4 separate regions of the Sus scrofa genome follow, and regions 1, 2 and 3 are each linked to region 4. Evidence: chromatin contacts called from public HiChIP or PLAC-seq data. All regions are on one chromosome and are shown on one strand. Each heading gives the region's core, a stretch centred on a gene start, on an enhancer-like site or on the middle of the called end of the contact. The rest is flanking DNA. Distances are from core to core; before and after follow the strand shown. Region 1 has its middle 36 kb from the start of E2F6. Region 2 holds the start of E2F6 (transcription factor E2F6). Region 3 overlaps ROCK2 (rho-associated protein kinase 2). Region 4 holds the start of ROCK2 (rho-associated protein kinase 2).

Evidence for each region. HiChIP or PLAC-seq counts read pairs in DNA pulled down with a chosen protein or histone mark.
Region 1: a contact with region 4 is called in an H3K27ac HiChIP or PLAC-seq map of skeletal muscle. The contact joins the enhancer-like site here to the promoter of ROCK2 in region 4. A contact is called at or near these places in 7 of 47 Hi-C or Micro-C datasets (embryonic fibroblasts, fetal skeletal muscle, fibroblasts and 2 more) and 2 of 2 datasets of contacts at active chromatin or transcription factors (alveolar macrophages and skeletal muscle).
Region 2: a contact with region 4 is called in an H3K27ac HiChIP or PLAC-seq map of skeletal muscle. The contact joins the promoter of E2F6 here to the promoter of ROCK2 in region 4. A contact is called at or near these places in 1 of 47 Hi-C or Micro-C datasets (heart right ventricle) and 2 of 2 datasets of contacts at active chromatin or transcription factors (alveolar macrophages and skeletal muscle).
Region 3: a contact with region 4 is called in an H3K27ac HiChIP or PLAC-seq map of skeletal muscle. The contact joins the enhancer-like site here to the promoter of ROCK2 in region 4. A contact is called at or near these places in 18 of 47 Hi-C or Micro-C datasets (adipocytes, alveolar macrophages, brain and 11 more) and 2 of 2 datasets of contacts at active chromatin or transcription factors (alveolar macrophages and skeletal muscle).

The regions. Positions count from the first base shown.
Region 1 is chr3:125,280,750-125,287,312 of Sscrofa11.1, reverse strand. No RefSeq gene overlaps it. Among named protein-coding and RNA genes, the nearest start is that of E2F6, 36 kb to the right of the region's middle. Within about 2 kb of position 1,567, at least 12 of the 83 cell types and tissues checked have an H3K27ac peak or open chromatin away from gene starts, as enhancers often do. A contact at or near this core is called in fetal skeletal muscle and skeletal muscle, where this site is marked.
Region 2 is chr3:125,244,860-125,251,291 of Sscrofa11.1, reverse strand. It overlaps E2F6 (transcription factor E2F6), which reads right to left and starts at 3,060. Exons shown (of 8, transcript XR_002342859.1): 1 at 1,645-3,060.
Region 3 is chr3:125,431,985-125,438,637 of Sscrofa11.1, reverse strand. It overlaps ROCK2 (rho-associated protein kinase 2), which reads right to left. Exons shown (of 34, transcript XM_021087835.1): 4 at 5,642-5,779; 5 at 483-743. Among named protein-coding and RNA genes, the nearest start is that of PQLC3, 72 kb to the left of the region's middle. Within about 2 kb of position 1,402, at least 14 of the 83 cell types and tissues checked have an H3K27ac peak or open chromatin away from gene starts, as enhancers often do. A contact at or near this core is called in omental adipose tissue, retroperitoneal adipose tissue and skeletal muscle, where this site is marked.
Region 4 is chr3:125,348,536-125,354,410 of Sscrofa11.1, reverse strand. It overlaps ROCK2 (rho-associated protein kinase 2), which reads right to left and starts at 1,292. Exons shown (of 34, transcript XM_021087835.1): 1 at 1,152-1,292. The coding sequence starts at 1,292.

The DNA of each region.
Region 1 (6,563 bases), core at 318-2,817, 67 kb after region 4:
TCTCAGCCCTGGGGGTGGGTGGGATCTGGACCTTGGTCTCCGCCTCGGAGGGTCTTAGGGGTAATGACTGCTCTTTCTCCCTGCTCTGCCTCTATTCCGTCGAGTTTTGTTCTTTTTAGCCAATCCTTTGTTATTCCAATCTCTTGTTATAGTTACTAGTTGTTCGTATTAAACTCTGCTTGTTCAAATGACTCTGTGGTTCTTCTTACAATTGTCCCAACAAATATTCACTCCCTTTCCCTCCATCCCTGTGGGAGAAATATATTTTCCTGCCCCATCAATGTTGAGCTTGGTTGGCCATGTGACCAGCTTCGGCCAATAGATTTGGGCAGAAATGACAGTGCACCAGTCCTGAGCCTAGACTTTAAGGGGCATCACATGTTTCCACCTGCACCAGGCAGCCACCACCATCCCTCCAGCCTCGTCCCTAAACGACACTGTCCAATTCACGCACCTGAGAACTTGAGGATACTTTTTTTTTGTTTTTTTTTTTTTTGCTTTTTAGGACCAAACCCAAGGCACATGGAGGTTCCCAGGCTAGGGTTGAATCAGAACTGCCAGCCTACACCACAGCCACAGCCACGCCAGATCCGAGCCTTGTCTGTGACCTACACCATCTCACGGCAACACCAGATCCTTAAGCCACTGATGGAGGCCTGCAACTTCATGGTTGCTAGTCGGATTTGTTTCTGCTGTGCCACAACGAGAACTCTGAGGATAAAGTATTAGCATTTTAAGTCACTGAGTCTGGGGGTGGGTGGGTCGGGAAATTGTCACACATCATTATGGTGGCAATGCATGACCAGTATACTGTCTCAGGAGCAGCTGCTGCTAGTATAAGATTGGACATGTGGGCGAATGCATTCATTTGTGCCCTCACAATTCTGTCTAGTGTATTTGATTATTTCTTTTCATAGATAAAATAGCACTAAGTGAAAATAAGGCGCACTTCACATTTTATCTAAAATGGTTTGCAGTTCTAGACAGAGGTGTTTACCTTTCACCTTATCCGATTCAACTCATCTCCTTAAAATACTGATGTAAAGAATGCTGTCTAGGGCGTTCCTTTCATGGCTCAGCGGATGATGAACCCGACTAGGATCCGTGAGGATGTGGGTTCGATCCCTGGCCTCGCTCAGTGGGTTAAGGATCTGGTGTTGCCGTGAGCTGGGGTGGAGCTCGCAGACATGGCTTGGATCTGGTGTTGCTGTGGCTGCAGTTCCCATTCAACCCCTGGCCTGGGAACGTCCGTCGGCCACAGGTGCAGCCGAAGAAAGCAAAAAAAAAAAAAAAAAAAAGAGGGAATGCTGTCCAGGTTTTCACATTGCAAGTAATGGTTTTACATAGGATAGATTCCATCATCTTCATGGAAAAGGGAGAGTCGGAAAAATTAAATTCCCTTGCAGATCTGTCCCCTCTGGGTACTGGGAATAGCAATTTCTAGAAGAAAGGTCTTGATACCACTGCCAAATGGTAGCTTCATAAACATATGCCAAGTGAGCTGTTTTCCATGGGGACGCCTCCTGCAGCTGGCGTCACCCTGCACAGCGAGCAGCTAAAGATACCGCGGTCTCGGCGCTGACGTCAAACGGTTATGAGAATGCCACCCAGCTGATGGCTTTGCTCTGAGTCCCAAAGTGGAAACATGAGCTTTGCCCGCATAAGAAGTTCCAACGAACTTGGCAAACGAATCCTCAAATGCTCCTCGTCATCACTTGTTGGAAAAAGCTCAAGTGATTTTTCATTGTCTCGATTTCTGTGGAAGATCGCCTACTACCCAAAAAGAAAAAAAAAAGGGACAAAAATCAAGTGGGCTATTTCCTAAGGCAGGGCAGAAAGAACAGAGCAGAAAGAAGGACAAGAAGGTCCACTGCTGAAAAAAATAAAATAGATGGAGACTCCTGATCAAGGAGACACATTTTTTAGAAAAGTGGGCTGTGCTGTTTTATTTTTAAAATGACATGCCACGAATGACACACACTGTACAGCATGCATGCTGTGTACTAACCTCTCCCCTAGTTCCAGTTTATTTTTTCTGCCCTTAGTTGCCCTTTGCCCCAATTTCCTTAACTCTAAAAAAATATCCTGTGTGGCATATTTTGATAAGATGTTGGAATGTTAATACAGTGTGAAGCATTAATAAGTAAAAGTGTCATATTTCAAAGGATTAATACCTTTTTAAATTGCCTCTGATGGATGAGTTTAGGCGAATCTGAAAAGAGCACAAATCGAGTTCCCTAATTGAATATAAAAATAAATGTCCCAGATTTCCAAAATCAAGATCTAAACAGCTACTTCAGAATACATATATTTACATGTGTGTTTTATTTGTATATATCATACATGTACACATCTGTATGTTTCATTGTACATATATATGTATATCTATTTATATGAGACCTATAGCTCAAACTTCTAATGAAAGTTCCAGGGGTTTACAGCCCAGCTAAAATAGACTTAGCCATGAATTGCAACACCCAGCTCAAAAACCGGCACTACCGCTTTCGTCAGATTTGCTTCTTTTCACTTTTCACCTGATATCCGTGCCCTGTGTCTTTGTGCCCATGTGTACCAGTCAAGGGAAGAGAGAACTGATCAGTGGTAGAAGAAATGGGACCAGGTAGTAGTATGGTTTTCACAATTTTTTTTTTTGTCTTTTTAGGGCCTCACCCATGGCATATGGAGGTTCCCAGGCTAGGGGTCGAACTGGAGCTGTAGCCACCCGCCTACACCACAGCCACAGCCACATAGGATCTGAATCCCGTCTTCCACCTACCACAGCTCACGGCAACACCAGATCCTTAACCCACTGAGCAAGGCCAGGGATCGAACCCGCATCCTTGTGGATCCTAGTCAGGTTTGTTAAGCGCAGAGCCACGAAGGGAACTCCAGTTTTCACAATTTGATACTTAATATTTCCCCAACTTCTAAAGCGTCGTCCAAACATTAAGACATTTTCCCATGGCAATAGCATAAGCGCGAAGAATTCTAGAACCTTAAAACATAGAGCCAACCAAGGGGTCACCTCTGTCTCTCTGAAGCAAATGTGGAACCGTGAATCACCCATCCTGGCTCTCAGACTTGTTAGCCGTGCAGCCCTGGGCAGGACTGTCATTTAGCCTCTCAAGACCCAGCTCTCTCATTTCTAAAAGGAGGGTCAGGATACCTATCCGACAAGGTAATATGAAGATTAAGCTATTTATATCTCTTACTCCAAAGACTGGCACGTGCTCAACAAAAGCAGTCATTGTTATGAATAGAGAATAATCACAGCGGTCATAAAATGTAAAACGATTCATAAAAACACAACAGATCTAGGGGCAGCTGAAATTGCTACAATTCACTGCCCAAACAAGACACAACGTTTACCTGCCACCCAATTGTCCTTTGGCACCAAATGAAATCCTGCACGAAGAATGATTCTTTGAGAGGGTTGTAAATATATTCTCAGAGTGAAATACGACATGAGAGCCTGTCTGCAGACAAGTGAGTCGGCTTGTGATGCGATGACATTTCTACCGAAGCTGTCATTAGAGAATCTGCAAGAATTTTGCAAAGTACTGGACACGATGTTCAGCTGCTTTGAAAGCTGATGAGCACAGAGCAAGGCATTCATTGCCTTGTTATCAAAAGCGAGTCAGTGTCACGATGTTTTCTGACTGAATAAGTTACCATATGTTAAGCGGAAACAAATGTTGAAAGGCTTGTAGCCAAGCGACACGTCAATAGTTCTGATTTTTTCCACCCTGAACACATTTTAATTCATCCTAACATGACCATCTAAATTCACCAGAGGTTCAGAACTAGCCAAATGGAAAAACAGCTCACAAAATGGGGAATCAGTTCAATCCATGGATTCCCAAACTCTGTGAATGTCAGCATGAACCCGTTTCCCAGGGCTGGTTTTTCTCCTCCCAGTAGTTTGGTAGTTCGTGCTGGACTCATCTGCCTTTATCCCCTGCTTGGGCTTGGGTACAATCCAGGTGCAAATCCTGCTATTGAGGAGAGTATTTCAGATGGTTTTTGTTTGTTTGTTTGTTTGTTTTTGGCCAAGCCCAAGGCATACGGACGTTCCCCAGGGCCAGGGATTGAACTTGCGCCACAGCAGTGACGACATGGGATCCTTAACCCGCTGAGCCGCCAGGGAATTCCAAGGAAGTACTTTTTTGTTTGTTTGTTTCTAATCTTTTTTTTTTTTTTAGGGCATATGGAAGTTCCCAGGCTAGGGGTGAATCCGAGCTGTAGCTGCTGGCCTATGTCACAGCCACAGCAACGCCAGATCTGAGCCGTGTCTCTGACCTACACCATAGCTCACAGCAATGACAGATCCTTAACCCACTGAGCGAGGCCAGGCATCGAACCTGCGTCCTCATGGATGCTAGTCGGGTTCACTAACCGCTGAGCCACACAGCGGGAACTCCTATTTTGAAACTTATGAGTTTGAAAGTTCATTGTTCTGATCCAAAATGTTATTTTGGATGTTTCAAAACTCTATGTGTAAAGATGGATAGAAATAAAACTAGGAAGAAATATGGATGATTCTTTTTTTTTTTTTTTTGGCCACACCCAGAGCATGTGGAAGTTCCCAGCCAGAGAGCAAACCTGCTCCCAATTTTGGCCTGTGCCACAGCTGTGACAATGCCAGATCCTTAACCTGCTGTGACGGGGCAGGAACTTCTGAAATAACGGATGATTCTGTGCACATCTGTATTTTCCAATTTTTTTGCTACAACCATACATGGCTCTTAGAATAAAGCCATACCACAAGTGTAAAAATGGATTTTTTAATAATCATGTTGAATTGCTTTGTATTTACCTTGGTCAAAGTGTCAGAGAAAGGTTTTCATTTGAGACCCCCTGGGCCTGGAGCCCTCAACTTGCTTCTTCTCACATAAACACTAATTGGCCCCTTTGTGCTTTTATCTGGACTGTGACACATCCTGGGAAAAGACCAAACGATATCATTATAGATGAGAATATGTATTCGCCAGGTTTGTTTTACTCACAGGAATTGGCAACGTTCTGTTGCTCAAAGTTTTAATTTACATGCTTTCCAGCTCATAATGCAGTGAAACTATCATTTCTTTTCCCCCCTTGTTTGAGGAGAAATGAGTAGAGATTTAAAAAGCCATGTGCGTTCAGCGAAACAGTCCTGACACGTGTGCTGGGCGGGACTGACTGGCCATGAATATTCAAAACCCTGACGCCTCACAGCCGCTAATCACTCACGGTTCAGTAAAGCAGTAAGCGAGGTGTTGAGTTTATTTTTCGTTTACATGCAGTCCATATCTGTGGACATTATAAAATTAAGGCTAAAATGCTTTACTGATGACTATGCCACTAGATAAATCAGCTTAACTACTGTAAAAGCTTTACTTCTTATTAGAACCACTCTAATTAATCTTTGACAAGGAAAGGTTTTCTATTAAACATTTTAAATAACAAAATACAATTGGTTCAGCTTAGTTACAGTCTATTGGCCTTTGGGGGGGTTGCTATAATAAAAATTTACAACAGCAATGTTCACTAGAATCTTCTGTTTGGGACAGATGAGCTCTATCTGTGAGCTACCAGCTACACGGGGCCATTGAGACCTTGAGATGTGACTGCTGTGACTCAGGAATTGATTCCATTTTATTTGATTTTAAACTAATTACAATTTGTTTTTATTTTAAAAATAAATATTTTATTTTTATTTTATTTTTATTTATTTAATATTTAATTTAATATTTTATTTTTAATTTTTTAATATTTTATTTTTATTTTTTTATCAAAGTATAATTGAGCTACAATGCGCTAACTTCTGTTGTATAGCAAAGTGACTTGGTTACACATATACATTCTTTTTAAAAAATATTCCTTTCCATCATGGTCTCTCCCAGGAGACTGGATATAGTTGTCTATGTTATACAGTAGGAGCTCAATGGTGATTCATTCTAAATGTAATAGTTTGCATCAACTATTCCCAAATCCCCAGTCTAACCCTCTCTCTCTCTCTCCCATCCCCCTTGGCAACCAAAAGTCAGTTCTCGGAGTTCCCGTCATGGCACAGTGGAAGCGAATCCGACTAGGAACCATGAGGTTATGGGTTCGATCCCTGGCCTTGCTCAGTGGGTTAAGGATCCAGCATTGCCATGAGCTGTGGTGTAGATTGCAGATGAGGCTCGGATCCCGTGTGGCTGTGGCTGTGGCGTAGGCTGGCGGCTAAAGTCCCGATTCGACCCCTAGCCTGGGAAGCTCTCTATGCCCCTGGTGCAGCCCTAAAAAGACACACACAAAAAAAGTCAGTTTTTATATTCCTGAGTCTGTTTTTGTTTCATAGATATGTTGATTTGTAAACACAGCCTTTGTTTATTTATTTATTTTGTCTTTTTAGGGCTGCACTTGCGGCACATGGAGGTTCCCAGGCTAGGGGTCTAATTGGAGCTGTAGCTGCCGGTCTACACCACAGCCACAGCAACGCCAGACCTGAACTGTGTCTTCAACCTACACCACACCTCGCGGCAACACCAAATCTTTAACCCACTGAGCAAGGCCAGGGATCGAACCCGCATCCTCATAGA
Region 2 (6,432 bases), core at 1,811-4,310, 100 kb after region 4:
CTGCCTGCTTAGGCAAGAAGATAATGAACTCAAATCTAAGTAGAGATGTCTAGTCGGCAGCAGGAAAGCTCTGAGCTGGATTTACAGATGTGGGAGTTATTATGACATGGTAACCAAAGCCATCGAATGGAGAAGAATATCTAAGACTTCAAGGAATATGAGTATCTTTGGAGAGTAAATGCAAAATTAAGCAGTTTACTCCGTAGTAAGAAGTTCAGAGCTTTTACCAAACTCTCCAAGACTAAGACCAATACAAACAGTTAATCCAAGTCACCAGAGTGGTGAATGACCCCCCCACCCACCCCCCACCCCGTGAAGAAACTGGAGAAAGTGGGAGATGCGCGAGGCCAACACAGCAGGGCTGGAAATGGAAGAGGAGTCTGCAAAGGAGAACAGGAGAGGCCAACTGATCAGACGGCGCGCAGAGATTACGTGTCCAAGGAGCCACTCGATGGCGAGAATTCCCCACAGGAGTGGCCAATCGTGTCAAAACTACAAAAGATACGGACACACACATCCACTGCAAGTGACAAGGTTGTTGGCAACCTGGGTTAGAACAGTCTCAGAGCTGTGCTGTGCGGAGGGGATAAGTCCCAGCAGCAGGTCAAGGTTAATGACAGGTGAGCCAGCAGACCCAGCAGTGTGAACAACTTTTTCAAAAAGTTTGGCTGTGCAGGGGAAGAGATGCAGTAGATGGAAGGGCACAAGGAACCAAGCGAGGGATCTTTCAAGCCAGAAATGAACTTGGCATGCGGTTTGAGGAGTGGAGAATTTACCATCCAGAGTCAGACCCTATGAGGTCAAATCCAGGTCTCCGTATTTACTGTCTAACCACAGGCAAGTCACCTAACATCTCCAAGTCTATTCGGGCAACTGTAAAACGAGAATAATCCCTGAGGACTGCTGCCTGGAATTAAATGAGATGATGCTCATGAACTATTTTTGAGCACCGAATCCTCCCCAGTCTCTGGGCAAACTGACTTGGGGAAATGCTTAGTTCCTGGTAAAAGGAAGAAATCAGCAGAGATGTTGAAGATGGGGGCGCGCGGGGGGGGGGGCAATGAAAAATGGTGGCTGCTTCAAGGGCTCTGAGAATCAAGGAGAATATATTGCATCTAGTCCGGAGCAATAGAGGAAATTGACCTTCTTCAGGGAGTTCCATGTCCCTTCCACTTCCTCTGTCAAACAGGAGGGAAAAATAACTTGCTGACTGGGGAGCCGGGCGGTGGGAAATGCAAGGTGTGGACAGTTTTAAATGGCTGCACTTAAGTAGGAGGAAGAACTGCAAGGAAGAACACAAGCGAGAGAACTTGCAGAGATCCACTGAGAGTCCGGAGGAAACCGAAAAGCATGATCATCTTAGGCGAAGTTGAGCGATTTTCTCCAACGCTGCTCTGTAGCCGACTTTGCAAAAGCCAAGGAGGCTGACAACATATCTGCCAGCAGATGCAAAGAAGGCGAGAGTTGAAGTGAGAGACCGGTCGGTTCACAAGACGTGATAGGCAGTACGCGCCAGGAGACGGAGGAGCAGCCCCGGGCCAGCCCCGGGCAGCGCACCCCCGAGACGACGGCCAGTCTGGCCTCGCCGCCGGCTTGGGGACCTCCCACCCCGCCGCTGGGACCCCCGCCTTTCCCGGGACTTACCAGCAGGCCCTCCACGTTGATGGGGTCTCGGCAGCGGCGGCGCACCGTCTCCTCCGCCGGGTCCACGAGCAGGCTGGGCAGCTTGCGCGCCGGCCGCTGCTGACTCATGCTGCCCGGCCGGCCGCCCCTCGCCCTCGCACCCTGCGAGCTCTCCCGCCTTCTCCCGCTCCACTCGGGCGCCGCCCCCAAGACGCCGGGTCCCGGGAGCCTGCACCCGCCGGGTCCCTGGCCTGCTCCGAGGCGCCGCCTGCCTAGGCCGGCCCGCGGACGGACGCGCCGCTGCCCCACGACCTCGGGACTTGGGACGCGGGCGGGAAGAGAGCAGGATGACCCGCGGGGCTCAGGACGCCCGGCCCGCCATCTTCCCGCATGCGCAGTGCGCCGCCCCCAGTGCGCATGCCCGCGGCGCCCGGCGCGCTCCCACGCGCCCCTCGGCTCCCGGAGGCCGGAGCGCGGGAAAGCCCGGAGGGCGGAGCTCCCGGAGGGGACGGCGAAGGGAGCGGACGGAAGACGTGGAGCAGGAATTCCCGGCGAAGGGGACGGGGCGAGAGAAAAGAGGCCGCCAGGTCGACGCAAGGGTCTCCTCGGAGCTCTTGGCACTACGGCCACTGGTAACTGAACGTGCTGAACGCTCAGTTTATCTTGAGCTCCCTCCGCACTTCTCAGGCACTTGCTCAGTGTTGAGGCTTCGGAAATGTTGATAACCAAACCGCCGTGGACGGACTGACTAGTATGCATCTTTCTTTCCCTTTTCTTCCCTCCTTTCACTTGAGGAATAAATGATTGGTTCCCCGTGGTGCCAGATATTGTGGTGGGCGCAGGAGAGAGTCATTGGGATCTGGCACGATTTCAGATGCCGGTGGAAAAAACAAAGAAAGGAACATTTAAAGCTGGGGCCAGAAGGTGTGCTTTCAGATCCCGGAGCCCGCTGCTTAGCGGATAAGACTAACTAAACTACCTAATCGCTGTGTGCTTCTGTTTCCTCATCTGTTCAGTGGGATTAAGGTTGTGGGGAGAATTAAGTGACTTAATGAATGCAGATTACTTAGCACCAGGAACAGCACCGTGTTTGATATAAATGCTCAAGTTCAGGGTGGAGTTCAGCAACTGAACGGTGATGGTTGGACTAGGGGCTTCTAGGCAGCCTGGGTGGGCTGGGAAGGCGTCCGGAGGAAGACGGGGTCAGAGGAATTCTTTAATCTTTGTGTCTCCAGAGTCTAGCCCAGTTCGTGGCAAACAGTAAGGGCCCGTCAAGGAATGATTTGAAGTAAAAGATAAATGAATGATTTAAAGTAAAAGATAACCTAGGGAAGCCTCTAGAAGACTGGATTTTGTGGCAGAAGGGAGAATTTCCCGGAGTGGTTAAATAACACCTTTACCAACCAGAATCCCTGGGAAGGCAAGCTTTGGAGACCAGAAGTGGATTTTTTTTTTTTTTTCCTTTTTTGCTGCCCCTTGTCATATGGGATTCCTGGGCCAGGGATCCGATCCCAGCTACAGTTGTGACCTATGCCGCAGTTACAGCAACACCAGGTCCTTAACCCATTGTGCCCGGCCAGGGATCAAACCCTTCGTCCCAGTGCTCCAGAGACATCAATGATCCTATTGTGCCGCAGTGGGAACTCCCAGAAATGGCTACTTTTAATAAGTAAGACATAGTTCAGATTTTACCATTTGAAGCAACATGGATGGACTTGGAGAGCAATTGCTAAGTGAAATAAGTCAGAGAAAGACAAGTACTTCATGGTATCACTTATATGTGGAATCTAAAAAATACAACAAAGTAGTGAATAAATCAAAAACGTAGACTCAGTATGTATAGAGAACAATCTAGTGGTTACCAGTGGCGAGAAAGATGGGGGAGGGGCAATATGGGGGAGGGGATGAAGAGGTACAAACTATTATGAATGAATAAGCCGCAAGTTCCCTTGTGGTGCAGTAGGTGAAGGATCTGGTGTTATTGCAACTGTGCTGCGGGTTGGAACTGTGGTGTGGGCTCAGTCCCTGGCCTGGGAACTTCTGGATGCTGCATGTGCAGCCAGAAACAAAAAAAATAATAAGCTACAAGGATATATTGTACTACATGAGAGAATAAAACCAATATTTTATAATAACCATAAACAGGATATAATGTTCAAAATTATAAATCACTATAGTGCACACTTGTAACATATAATATGGTTCATCAACTATACTTCAGTTTAAAAGATTACAAAGATAGGGAGTTCCCACTGTGGCTACTATCCATGAGGATACAGGTTCAATCCCTGGCTTCACTCAGTGGGTTAAGTTTCTGATGTTGCAGTGGCTGTGGTGTGGGCTGGCAGCTGCAGCTCTGATTCAATCCCTAGCCTGGGAACTTCCATATGTGAAGGGGTGGCCCTAAAAAGCAAAAAAAAAAAAAATTACAAAGATAAATAAGAGGGAGTTCCCTCATGGCTCAGTGGGTTAAGGACCCAGCATTTTCACTGCTGTGGCTCTGGTTATGGCTGTGTTGTGTCTTCAATCCCTGACCCGGGAACTTTTGCATGTCACAGGCACAGCCAAAAAAAAAAAAAAAAAAAAGGTAAATAAGACATTAATCCAGCGTTTGTTGTATGTACTTCACACATTTTCTTATGTACATTTTATATCCAAAACTGAGGTATTTTCCTGACTCATTTACAGAACAAGAAAATGAAGATTAGCAAGATTACAAAAATTACCAAAGGTCCTGGCTAGGCAGTGATGGAGGCAGGATTTGACTTACTTTATAGCTGATTTATCTGGTATGCAGATCCTTGGGAAGTTTTTTTTTTTGTTTTTTTGTTTTTTTTTTGGCTTCTTAGGGCCACCTCCACAGCACATGGAGGTTCCCAGGATAGGGGTCAAATTGGAGCTGTAGCTGCTGGCCTACACCACAGCCACAGCAACACTGGATCCTTAACCCACTGAGCAAGGCTGGGAATCGAACCTGCGTCCTCATGGATGCTAGTCAGATTCATTTCCACTGAGCCATGACGGGAACTCCTTGGGAAGATTCTTGAAGGAGTCAGAGGTGGGGTCAGATGAGTGAAGGTGGGTGGGTCGGGATAAGGGTGGCGGGCACTGCAGGCTAAAGGCAGAGTGCGAGCACAGCTGTGGAGAGTCAGGGTCATGACACAGCCCTCCCGACACAGTGCATGTGCTTTGGCTTTACCCCGAGAAAATTATTTGCACATTTTTTTGAGCCCTTGCCTGGCAGTAAAGCAGGTGCTGGGGAGAGAACTAAGTTGAAGGGGGGATCTTTTACCTTGTGCTCCAGTAGCCCCCAACATAACCAGAAGGCTTAAGTACTAAGTTAAAATGTGAATTGCAGCTCCCATTGTGGCTCAGGGGGTAAGAACCTGATATAGTGTCCATGAGGATGCAGGTTTGATCCCTGGCCTCGCTCAGTGGGTTAAGGATCCAGTGTTGCTGTGAGCTGTGGTGTAGGTCGAAGGCATGGCTCAGATCCCATATTGCTGTGGCTGTGGTATAGGCCGGCAGCTGCAGCTCTGATTCAACCCCTAGCCTGGGAACTTCCTTATGCCATAGGTGCAGCCCTAAAAAATAAATAAATAAATAAATAAATAAATATGTGTAATATGAAGCACAGAGAAGGAAGAAAAAAATATCAGGGTGGTATAAATCACAGGAGCTTTTTCACACATCTCCCGGGGATGTAGCTATTTCTAGAACATGTTAGGGATAAAGACACAGAGGCTCGGAGAGGTTAAGTGACCTGCTCAGGGCTTCATCCTCAGGCAGCTCAAACACAGGACTTCAGCTACCAAACCCTTTGCTTTGTTCACTGTGTCCTACTGTGATGCACAGTCACAGTTTCCAGCAGAGAAATTCCAGATTTCCATTTCCAGTCCTGTTTTTTTGGAGTTTTTCCTGGGGCAAAATGGAGCCAGGGCAAAGTAGGGTGTGGGCTTTGGGGCTTAAAAATTGAAGCTAACAAATTGGCCAAGTGCACAGGTGCATCTGAGGGATGCTGAAAGGTCTTACCTATCAAGGATAGTTTCCCTTCCTTCTGTGGTAAAAATTCCTCCCCAGAGGTCTCTGAGGAAATGGCCACGTCCAATAGGGCTTTCTGTGATAATGGAACTCTTTTGTGATGTCCAGTATGGTAGCCACACACGGCTGATGAGCCCTTGAGGTGCGGCCAGCAAGGCACTGAATTTTAGATCAATTTCCTTTTGATTTTAATACCCAGCTGACTATACCATGTGGGATAGCATGGGTGAAGGTACGAAAATGTGGGCATCACCCAGCCTGGCAAGAGTCTAGGTGCGGTCTGTGGACCTCAGCATTGCCATCAGCTGGGAGCTTATTTTCTGGCCTCACTGCAGACCTGACAGACTCAGAAATTCCGAGGATTTGGGCATCCTTGGCAAGGCACTGGTCTAGCCCAACTTCAGATGCAGAAACTGATCCCCAGCCCCCTCCCCCCATCCAAGGGCTGATCCCCCAACTAAACTGAAGCCAAGTTAACTTTTCTTTTTCTTTCTTTCTTTTTTTTTTTTTTTTGTCTTTTCTAGGGCCACACCCACAGCACATAGAGGTTCCCAGGCTAGGGGTCTAATCAGAGCTGTAGCCGCCAGCCTACACCACAGCCACAGCAACATGGGATCTGAGCCGCATCTGCAACCTACACCACAACTCGTGGCAATGCCGGATCCTTAGTCCACTGAGTGAGGCCAGGGATCGAACCTGCAACCTCATGGTTCCTAGATGGATTTGTTAACCACTGCGCCCCAACAGCAACTCCCTGCTTTCATTTTT
Region 3 (6,653 bases), core at 153-2,652, 84 kb before region 4:
ATGATGCCTCCAAATGTATTCTATGTGGGTGAATAAACAGATGGGGTTGGTAGGAGTTGGTAAATTTCTACCTTACCTCTTTTTTTACAGGAAAAATACAGAAACAATAATGGTGATAGAAATGTCCATGTACCTTCATTTACATGCTATGTCCTACTTCTCCACCTCGACCACTATAAACATGAATCAGTTTTGACTGGCAGCAAAGGTCTGTCGGGATTCTATGAGAACAATAAGTATCTGATAACCAGTTATCTGATTTCTAATTTCTCTTGATTGACCACGTCTACAAATAAAGAATTCTATAGCTAGATGAATGATGAGTAAAGGACATGTTCTGATTTGACTATCCTGTGTGAGTCATCACACAGTTAGCAAAACTAAATTTATCTTTGTTTGAAACTGTAAGTTCAGATTTGAAGTGTTCTTTTATTTTTATCTCTCCAAAAACTAGCACTTTTTTTAACTTGCTTGTTACTTACTTCATCCATCTTCATACATGTGCCAAAATCTGCTAATTTTAGATGTCCATGTTTATCCAAAAGCATGTTGTCAGGCTTCACATCTCTGTGAATTAAACCCATGGAGTGTATGGCATCCAAAGCAAGAACAACTTCGGCAGTATAAAACTTGGCCCATTTTTCAGGTACATCGTAGTTACTCATGAGGTTCACAAGGTCTCCACCAGGCATGTACTCCATTACCATGTATAGATACTTATCATCTTGAAAGGCACAAAAAAGCTGGAAAACAAAACAAGGGAAAAAAGTTTTTTGGAAGGAGGGAAGACAGGAGGAAGGGAGGGAGGAAGAGGGGAGGGAGGATAGTTAAAACCATTAACAGAACAAAACCCCAAAACTATTATTATCACTGCAAAAGACAAATTATTGTACAATCAAAACAAAGTCGAATGTCACGAAATTTTTGATTTTTAGATTTGGACATCTTTTACGGAAAAACAGTTGTCTGATAAAACTCTTGTATGGGTAGTTTCTTCATGTTTACTATCAAAATATGCATAAATGATCATTTTCCCTCTTGGAGAATACAGGAATCTAAATAGAGATATTTTAAAAAGAGAACCAGAATACAAATGAGGAACATAAAAGGTGAAAGAATGACAAAAGAATCCATAATAAGAAAAGTCCAACTTTCTGAAAACAAATTACTGGACATAACTCATGAAGAGCGCTGAGGAGGTAGGAGCACAGAGGAGAAAGCTGAGGAGGTTAAGGGTTAAGATGCCAGATCTGAGAGACCCCAGAAGAGGGAGTAAGACCCACTCCAGCGGGAAGAGTAACTTTCAGCCACATTCGGAACAGGCCCTCTCCTCTCTTCCCTTCCCCATCACCTTGTTCATAACAAACAGCAAGTGGTAGTGTTACCTGTACTCAGACTAAAGCCGTGGCATTGGGGCCAGAGAAATAGGATACCAAGCTAGGCTGCTACTAACCCCCTGGAGAGATGACAGAAACCACAAATTCAGAAGGAAAGATAACTCTACCTCCCACCCAACAACATGTCCCACCCCTCCTAAAAGCAAACAATGCAAATAGAAAATATTTCCACAAATGAATAGGAAAAAGAACAAAACCAGGAATCAACATTTAAGAAAAATCAGTATCATGAAACAGAGGCAAAACTTAAGTAGGACAAACTAAGAACAGCTTACAAATATAAAAATTAAAATTCCCATAAAGTCATAAAAAAGTCACAAGTCATATCAATTAAACAACAGGCTGATACGGAAAAATCTAGAGCTTTGGAATTCAATATACAACTGATGATAAGAGAAAAACAAATTATACAGTTGGAAAATTGAGCAAAATTTAACTTTCTCTGACACACTGAAGGATTCAGAGGTGAAAAAGAGCAAAGTTAGCAAAGCTCCAAATCTATCTAAAAGCATTCTGGGAGAGAAAACACAGACCAGAAGAAAACGAAAGTAAGAAACAGCAAACAAAAAATTTCTAGAAATGAATAAAGTAAAAAAATCTAAGACTGAAAGGACCTCAAATGAAACATAGGGAAACTAAGACAGCCAATGCTTAACTCTCAGAAATCTGGCAGAAAAATCCTAAGTTGCCAAAGACAATAGGTACCCTACGTACAAAAACACATATCATGTAGTCAACAAACATCTCAGCTAACACAGAATACAAAAAAAAAAAAAAAAAAAAAAACCAGAGCTGTATCTTCAAAATTATGAGAGAAATGATTTTGATCCTAGAATATGGCAGTTTTAAAAAACCAATGAGACGGCAAAATAATTATGTATTACATCATGCATATTCTTAGAAATCTGATAACAAACCACTTCTGAAAGAACTGTTTAAGAACACAGTTTGACAGAATGAGTAAGTCCAAATAAGAGGATCATGTGAGACACAGAAAAAGGGGCAAATAAAGACTCTAGAAAAACTTATTAAGTATGATTACTGATACAAAAATTGAGAGACACAAGCCAAAATCAGAATAATTTTAAAATGCAAGGTGATGAGAGGTAGGGCAGGAAGGGATACCTAAAAAGGTATTAAGAGGCTGGTTACCAAATTGAGAAAGTGTGTGTGTTCGTGAGAGAGAGAGACGCTATTACTATAAAGACGGCAATTCTCTCCAAACTGATCAACAGGATCAATGCAAACTCTAAATTCTAGCAAGTATTTTCCAGAAATCAAAAAACTGATAATAAAATGTATATGGAAATAAAATTAACCTAGAAGACCCAAAACTATCTTGAAATACAACAAAGCAGAAGGACTTCTATTTCCCAATTTCGAAACTCAATACAAAACTGTCACCCGCACAGTACTGGTACAGTACAAGAACAGACATACAGAGCAATGGAACAGAACTGACAGCCTGTAATTAACCCTTATATTTATATGTCAATAGATTTTTTTTTTCTTTTACGAAGGTGCCAGAGCAATTTAGTGGGGAAAGAAATCTTTTCAACAAATGGTGTTTGAACAATTAGATATTCACAGAGAAAAAAAACATTTTTAGACGCTTACTTCACATCATACTCAAAACTTAAAATAGATCACAGAACTAAATTTATGAGTCAAAACTATTAAAATATTATGAAAAAACAAAGAAGAAAAATCTTTACGATCTTGGATTAGGCAAAGATTTATAATATCAAAAATACAACGGAAGTTCCCATTGCGACTCAGAGGGTTATTACGATCCCAACTAGTATCCATGAGGATACAGGTTCAACCGCTGATCTCACTCAGTGAGTTAAGGATCCAGCATTGCTGTGAGCTGTGGTGCGAGTCACAGAGGAGGTTCGGTTCCCCTGTTGCTGGGGCTGGGGCTGGGGCTGGGGCTGGGGCTGGCAGCTGCAGCTCCAATTTGACCCCTAGCCTGGGAACTTCCATATGCTGCAGGTGTGACCCTAAAAAGCAAAAAAAAAAAAAAAAAAAAAAAAGTACCAATATTCATCTACTGAATTCAAATCACACTAAGAATATTCTCTTAAAAATACAGATGGGTCAAAAATTTATACTGCACCATAATTTATATAAGAAAATGAAAAGAGCTACTTTCAAAAAGAATACAGTAACAAATTATGCAGGCCTTCATACAATTAAATATTAAACAGCCATTAAGAAACAAGGACTGAGGAATTCCCATCATGGCTCAGCGGAAACAAATCCAACTAGGAACCATGAGGTTGCGGGTTTGATCCCTGGTTAAGGATCCGGCATTGCCGTGAGCTGTGGTGTAGGTCACAGACGTGGCTCGGATCTGGCATTGCTGTAGCTCTGGTGTAGACTGGCAGCTATAGCTCCAATTAGACCCCTAGCCAGGGAACCTCCATATGCTATGGGTGTGGCCCTAAAAAGACAAAAAAAAAAAAAAAAAAAAGAAACAACGACTGAGATTTAGAATATTGTTTGAAATAATCTACTGAAATTGATTATAGGTATATCCTATGACCCACTTTTTTCACTGCAAGGTAGATCCCTAACAGGAATGTGTGCGCATATGTGCCAAAATCCACATGAAACAAAACTTGCAGCAACATTATTCATAATAGCCAAAAAGTAGAAACAACCCAAGTGTCCATTAACTGATAAAGAAATAAAACGTGGTATATCCATACAATAAATTATTCAGTCATAAAAAGGAATGAAGTACTGATATACTGTATAACATGAATGAGTATTGAAAATGTCATGCTAAGTAAAGATGCCACAAAAGACCACATATTTTATGGTCCCATTTTTATGAAATGTCCAGAATAAGGAAATCCACAGACACAGAAAGCAGATTAGTGGTTGCCACTGAGCAGGGAAGTTTAGAGAATAACTGCTAATCTCTTCAGGGTTTCTTTTTGTGAAAAATGTTCTATAATTGGGTAGTAGTGATGAATGCACAACTCTATGAATATACTGAAAATCGCTGAACAAAATAAACAGAAATAAGTCAGTTATTTTGACGTTTTTCCAAAAAGTTACACATTTCATACATATTAATAATACAATGGTACATGGTACCATAAACCATTATCCTTTACTAGAGGTAAACAAATGAAAATTAGGATTCTAATCTACTACTTTTTCAAGCGCGCCATGTTTCACTACTGATTTGCTTTCACAGCCCATTAACTCTCTATCTCAATATACACTTTTATAACGGTCCTCTCTCCAGAATTAGGGATCAAAGACATCAGCAAACAAAATGATAAACTAGAACTGGCAATGAATCTGAAACTGCAAAGGCACTATAAAGCTAAAAGTGGACTAATACCTTACTTTGCTACCATCAGTTCTTAATCAAGTAAATTATCATGATATATAGTTTGCTACAGAAATATTAGTGTTAACGGAACATATCAGAATTCCTATTCACAAGCTACACTTAAAAAAAATAAAGTGAGGAGGGGAAGGGTTGAGGTTCAACATCATAAAAAAAGCAGAGTAATAAGTTTTTAAATGACATAATCATCAATGTGGCAAAACTTTTACCTCCAAATCACCTTCCACAAACATGGCATCAAACTCAGGATCATTTAGCATTCTAAATATGCTTTGGTATATACCTAATATTACTCATGACATTAGATCAAAATGTTTGCATTATTAGCTCTTGGTACAAAAAATACTTTAAAGAAGCAAAGCTAGTGAGGAATATAATTGAAAAGGAAGCAAAACAGAACCATAAATTCCTTACTTTACAATCAAATCCAAGAGGCTAAATTAGGAATCCCAACACTGCCTTACATTGTTGGTAATATATAAAGGACTGCAGAAGAATTTTCAAAACTTTTAATGTAGAATTTGCCCCCTTTTTAAGATAAGCTAACCATTGTTTCTAGTATGTAAATCAGGAGAAAGAGTAGGCAGGGAACAATGGTACACTGGTAATCAATCCAATTCTTTACAAAGAAATTAAAAAAGTGAAAGTTGCAAGTGACAGGTGCATCTATACAACAATTTACATATGACATGTCATGTCTATATGACATGCTGTTAGGAAGATTAAGCAAGTATAATGAATCCAATCATCAAAAATAACTGCACTGTTATTATATCAGTGAGATACAGATCTTTTAGTATGAAAAACTCAATTCTTATGAATAACAGGCACTTACAAGAAAGGGAAATAAGTTTTTAAAAATTAGTAGGCTTACCTGAACCACCCAGGGACTGTTGGCAAAGGCCATAATATCTCTTTCCTCCCAGAAAAAAGCAGAATCTGATCTTTTTATCATTTCAAACTTACTAAGAAGCTTCATAGCATAAACCTTCTGTGATGCCTTATGACGAACCTGTTGATTTTTTAGAACACAAGAATTAATACCTTGATTTTATGAAAAAAAGGTGAACAGATTCATACTATAATACTCATCTTAAAGACTTTAGTTACAAAACAAAACGATCCTTCACTAACTAATAAAAAATAAAAGCATACAAAAAAGGAGAAAATTCCCAACAGCCTAAATATTTTATGAAAGATATACCTTTAAATGCCAGATTCAATATGTAACTATTTCATTTCATTTAAATAAAACTGAGTTCCTGAAGCTTCATTCCCTCATGTTAATTAAGCTAACCAACTGTAAGAATAAGGTGTTGCTCAATGAGAAACTTACAGAAACATGTATTGAGAAACATGTATCCCTCACAATTTGAACATAAGAACCTAATAAATTTAGACATCAAGAGTTATTTGTAATTTTGTAAAGTTATCCTTATTTTTTTCTAGGTATCCTATTTAAAAGGCTATTTTTTAAGGGGAAAACTACCAATAATATGGTTATATGATCAATTCTTATCCTTTTCATTAGACTGTTAATTTCACAAGGGCAAGGACAGCATCTACTTTTACTGTTTTAATCACAGACTATAACATAGCAAACTCTGCCACAGAGCCAATAAATATTTTAAAGAATGATTATAATAATTAACATCTATTGAATAATTAATAATAAACAATAATTATTCACATGTATACTTGGATATCTAACGGGATGTCCAAAACGGAACTCCAAATTTTCACCCCCAATTTATTCCTCATAGAGTCTTCTCTATTTCAGTAAATGGCATCTTCATTCTTCTAAATACTCTGGCTAAAACACTGGCTCCTCTTTTTCTCATACAGCTCATAAAACTCACCAGCAAATCACAACAGTCCTACCTTCA
Region 4 (5,875 bases), core at 43-2,542:
GGCGGCGAGAACAGAATACATCCCGACACTCTGTGCACTGTACAGAAAGACACTTTAGGCAGTTCTTGCACTTTGGCCAAAGAGCACTGAGTCACTCTGCAAATGATTCCAGAAACCTCAAAGGATAACCAACGGCTTCTGAAGAAAAGTCAGTCAGTCACTGGAGGAGGAAGGAGACACAGTTTTTCTCGCCGTATAATCACTAGATTTCTCCCATCAGGGAGGAGAACCGGACCGGAGTTCAGGTGGGGGAATAGCCACAGGATCCACGGCTCACCGATCCGAACTCTGGTCGTCCGGAGTGCATCTCACACCCAGAGCATCTCCTTTGCTTTCTTCGCTTCCCCGGGGTAAAAACCCACACCCCCTTTCCCCACAAATGCATCTCCACTGCCTGCTAACCGAAGTGTGGCTGAGATACAACAGTCGATCGTAACAAACGCAAGAAATAAACACGCATTCTCCAGGGCAGGTCTGACGTGTAAATCATGTTCCTTTCCTACACAAAGCCAACTAGCCCACTTTCCGCGGCTATTAATTTGGATTTCAAAGGCCCTCTCAAGAAAGAGGTACCATGAAAAGGACCGACGGATTCCACCCTACAATTCAATTCTTCAGCTCGGGCGCAATAATCTCGGAAATTAAATTTACCGAAACGAAATTAGAATGCACTAATTTGCAACTGTTAATATTCACACGCAAGTGAAAACAGAAGAACCTCAGCTGTGGGTTTCAGACTCCCCTCTTTGTCGCGTACCCCTGGTGGGTACTCCCCCACAGCGACAGCACCGGGTTTCTCCCCTGCGCGTCCCTCTTTCGAACCGCCCAGTCCGCTGTCGGGGGCAGCGCTCTGCCACCCACCTCCCCAGACCCAGAGGGCAGGCGGGAAGGAGAAGAGGGTGCTTCCTCCCAGCGCTCCGAGAAAGGCACAGCCTGGGATGACACCGGCTCCAGGAGCTAAAGGGGCAGGATCAAAGGTGGGTCTCTCCTCCCGGAACTTGGTCGCAGCAGTGTTCGCTCTCCGACCCGGGCCCCGGCCGCCGGAAGCTGGGCGGGGTGGGGCGAGACCTCCCCCACGGACCGACGGGCACACGGGGGAGTCCGCGGGGAGAGCGGTCAGCAGGGAGGGCTCCCGGGCGCCGGCCACCTACCAGCAAGCTCTCCACGTTGATGGGCGAGCGAGGGTCTCGGATCAGCGCCTCCAGTTTCCTCTGGCGACTCGCGCCCGCGCCGTCCCCCGACACGGCCTCGGGGGCGCCGGGCATTTTCCCCGTCGGCGGGGGCCGGCTCATGCCGCCGCCACCGCCGGGCCCGCACTCCCGTTCCCCGCGCTCCGGCCCGGCCGCCTCGGGGCCTAGCGCCGCCCCCGACCCGCCGGCTCCGGCCGGGGCTCCGCCCGGGCCCACCGCCCGCCTCGAGCTCCGGCCGCGGGTCTCAGCCCCCGGGGCCTGGGGCTGTCCGAGAGGCCGGCCCGGGAGCGGCGAGGAGCAGACGGCGTCCCCGCCCCTCAGTCAGATTCGCGCCGCCCGGTCCGCTCGTCCGCCGCGAGCTCCCTCAGGATCCGAGGGCGGGAGCGGGGAAGTGGCGCCGCCACCGCCGGGCCCGGACTGCCCCGCCCTCTGGGGCTCCGGGAAGCTGAACCCCAGGCTCCGACAACTACGGCCGCCGCCAACCCGCTCCCATGACCGCCGTCGGCTGCCTGGGTCCCGCAAGCCCGCGCCCCTCACACACTCCCGCGCGGCGCCCGTCTCCGGCCGCGCGCAGCCGCTACCCACAAGCCCCTCGGCCCGCGGCCGCCGGCGCGCCCCCGCTCGCCCCGCCCCGCGCGCGCCCCGCCCCGCCCCCCGCGCGCGGCCGCCCCCGCCCCCGCCCGCCGGCCTCCGCCTCCTCTCGCCCCTCTCCGTTTTTTTTTTTTTTTTTTTTTTTGGTTTCCTCCAGGCCGCTCGCCCCGCATTTCTCCTTTTTGAGCCTCCTTCCTTCCCCGCTTCCTCCTCCCCCGCTTTGAGTTCTTAGAGGGTAAATGGCCGGGCGCGCGGTCACCGCCTCACTTGACCCACGAGCTCCAGTTGGGGGAGGGGAGGGCGCGCCCGGGGCTCGGGTCACCCCCGAGGGTCACCCCCGCCTGACCCTGCCCGGGCTGACGACCCCTCTGGACACGGGGGCCCACCCCGACCGCCGGGTCCCGACCTGGCGGCACCCGGCGCGGGGGGGCGGGGGAGGGAGGGTTGCAGTAGGGGGATGGGCCGGCCCGCGCCCCCCGCCCCCGCCCGGCTCCGGCTGACTCAGCGCGCAGCTATGCGGCCCTTGCATCACCCGCGCCAAAATAATAGCGACCGCCAGTCGCTGCCCTCGCCTGCAGAGCTCTGCGTTTGCAAGGGGCCTGCCTGGGCCACGAAGATTTTAGTGGAAAGGCTGGAAGGGTGTGCAGTGCGAGTCGGAAACCCCGGAATAGGGCGGACGTTTGGAATTGCAGTCCTGGGGCGAGAGAGCCGGGACGAGCTGCTTCTGCCCCCAGGGCAGAAATCTTCGACTCCAGCAGGAAAGCTTTCTGCGCGTCCGTAACAGTCGTCTCCGAGCTGGGCTGAAACACCAGCTACGGAAGAGAACAAGAGGGCGATAGAAAAATGCTTTCCCTCTGCAGACCTTCTCGAGGTCTTTGCCTTTTGGGGGGGCGGTCATGGGGGCCGCTCGTCCACATTCCTGCCTCTCGCGGCCCTTGCCATTGGTCAAATCCACCCAGGCGCAATCTGAAAAATATGTGCCAAGAGCTATAAAACTGTTCATTGAGCCCCTTTGACCCAGTAAACCCATTTAAGGAAGTACATTTCTAAGGAAATGATCCAAAGGGGGGGAGGGGGGATGGAGGGGGAGAACTTGCATAAAGATGTTTATAGCAGGGCTATTCACTATGTTCATAAAGACCAAAACCTGGGAATGGGCCCAATTGTCCAACAATCGGGGAATAATCCAAACAAGCTCTGTCACATTAACAGAAGGAATCCTGGCAGGTATGCAGGGTTCCAGTTAAGCACGTCAAATTCTGGCAAGCACATGAAAAGGACACGTATTGGAAAGAAGATTAAATAAAAATAAAATGATGACTACAAAAAGCGGTTTGTACCTGCTATTTAAAATGATGTGAAACGAGCAGCTGTAAGAACACGAGGAGAACACAGTTGTTTCTCAGTGAATGGGATTTTTTTTTCCCTTAAAGATGCTCAAGGGAACATTTTGAATTTCAAAAATTGAATAACTGTGCTAAGACAGATGAGCCACTGCAAAAAGCTACAATCCGATATCCAGTGCATAGAAAAAGCTTAAGAACCTTTCTCCCTGGCATGTCAGAGAGAAGCCCACAGAAGGGCAACCTCTTCTAAGGGCCGATTCTTGTAAAAGCAGCATTGTAATGTAGTGTTCCGGGAGCCTCATCTTTCGTTTTGTGTTAAAGTTACCCTCTCTTGGATGAGGCAGGAAGAGGTCCCCGGTGGAGCCAATACAGCTTTTTCCTCTGAGATAACAACACGGACTTCTGGTCAAAAGGCAGTCCTTTAAAAGTGTATGTTGAGTGACTCATTCATACCTCTGCAGACCACACCAAGAGGACAGCGTGAGCTAGGCATGCCACCTGCCTCTGCACTGGAGCAAAATAACAAGATAATCCATGATTACAGATCTTTTTTCCCGATGGCCATATAGCAGGCAAAGCACACCATGCAGTTCTGTTTCCAAATTAGGTTTTCAATGACTGGCTGTATATTTGTATGGAGCTTGGTGGACGAACAGAAAGCTACCGTCCCAAATACTGGAAATTACTTCAAAAGAAAAAAGTAATCATCAGCCAGATAACAAGATACAGATAATGGGCACCTTTTTTTCCCCCCTTGGCCTCGCCTGTGGCATGAGGGAGTTCTGGGGCCAGAGTTACAGTAGTGACAGCACTGGATCTGTAACCACCAGGCCACCAGGGAACTCCTGGGCACCTCCTACATATGGTCATTTACATGGCTAGAAAAAGCTGTGGTATAGAAGTTTTTTGGGTTTTGTTTTGTCTTTCTGCCTTTTCTGGGGCCGCTCCCGCGGCATATGGAGGTTTCCAGACTAGGTGTCTAATTGGAACTGTAGCCGCCGGCCTACACCACAGCCACAGCAACTCGGGATCCAAGCTGTGTCTGTGACCTACACCACAGCTCACGACAACACCGGATCCTTAACCCACTGAGCATGGCCAGGGATCGAACCTGCAACCTCGTGGTTCCTAGTCCGATTCATTAACCACAGCGCCACGACAGGAACCCCTAGAAGATTTTTATTCAAGACCTACATCATTGTCTGCACGGAAGAAAAAGAGACTAATCTCTTGATATGAATTAGGCCTTTTTTATTTCTTGTGGTCAGTACGACAGTTCTTGTTTTACCAAAGGAGAGCACAAATGCATTCTTGTCAGGGTTCAGAAAAACGAGAAATACAGAGGACGTACCTTGAAAAATTATTTTCCCCAGGAATTCCCATTGTGGCGCAGTGGAAATGAATAGTATCCATGACTAGTATCCATGAGGATTTGAGTTCGATCTCTGGCTCCGCTCAGTGGGTGGGGGATCCTGCGTTGCTGTGGCTGTGGTGTAGGGCAGCAGCTCTAGCTCCAAATCAGCCCCTAGCCAGGTGCAGCCCTAAAAAGCAAAAATAATAATAATAATCATTTTCCAAATCTCCCTACACACACATTCTCTTCTCAATCAAGTCCTTTATCCATTCGCATACGTATGTATTTGTACATACACATATGTATCTTTTCCCTGCATAGATAGCATTATACCATATCACAGTGTTTTGCAACTGATTTTTGTCACTTTAATAATTCGTCTTAGAGACATCTCCATGTCTATACTGCAGGAGCGACCAAAAAAAAAAGTAAAAAGAAGAAGAGCAGACTCGAGAAACAAGTTGCCTGGGCTAAAATTCTGCCGCTACCACACACACTAGCTATGCACGTCTGTTTCCTCATGTTTGTTTTAAAGCGTTTGCAAGAGTGCCAACGTTATTCATGTTAGATATTATTACTATTTTCTCACCCTCACAAACACTGGTGCAGTGGACATCCTTCTACTTTTGCCTTCACGTGGACGTATTTGAATTGTATAAATTCCTAAAAGTGAAAATGTATCAAAGGGTAGGCCTACTGCCAGACTGTCCCTTAAAAGGACTCTACCAGTTTACATTCTCAACATCAGTGAAAGAAACTGTCAGTTTGTGGAGTTCCCACTGTGGCTCAGCGGTTAACAAACCCAACTAGTGTCCATGAGGACTCAGGTTCGATCCCTGGCTTCACTTGGTGGGTTAAGGATCCAATGTTACTGAGCTGTGGTGAAGGTCACAGGTGCGGCTCAGATCCTGCATGGCTGTGGGCTGTGGTGTAGGCTGGCAGCTGCAGCTCCGATTCGACCCCTAGCCTGGGAACTTCCATATGCCACGGATGTGGCCCTAAAAAGACAAAAACACAAACAGAAAAACAAACTGTCGATTTCCCTTTACCTTTGCTAATAGTAGATGTTATAAATCTTTTCCAATTTTGCCAATTGGATGGGCAGATAAAATGGCATGTTTTCATTTGTATCCCCTTCATTACTAATGAAGATGAGCATTGTGTGGGCATCTGCCCTCGCTCAGTGGGTCATATCGGAGCTGCAGCTGCCGGCCTACACCACAGTCACAGCAACGCAGGATCCAAACCACATCTGCAGCCTACACCATAGCTCACAGCAACGCTGGATCCTTAACCCACTGAGCGAGGCCAGGGATCAAATCTGCATCCTTGTGAATGCTAGTCAGATTCATTTCCGCTGAGCCACAACGGGAATTCCTGAAATTACCTATTGA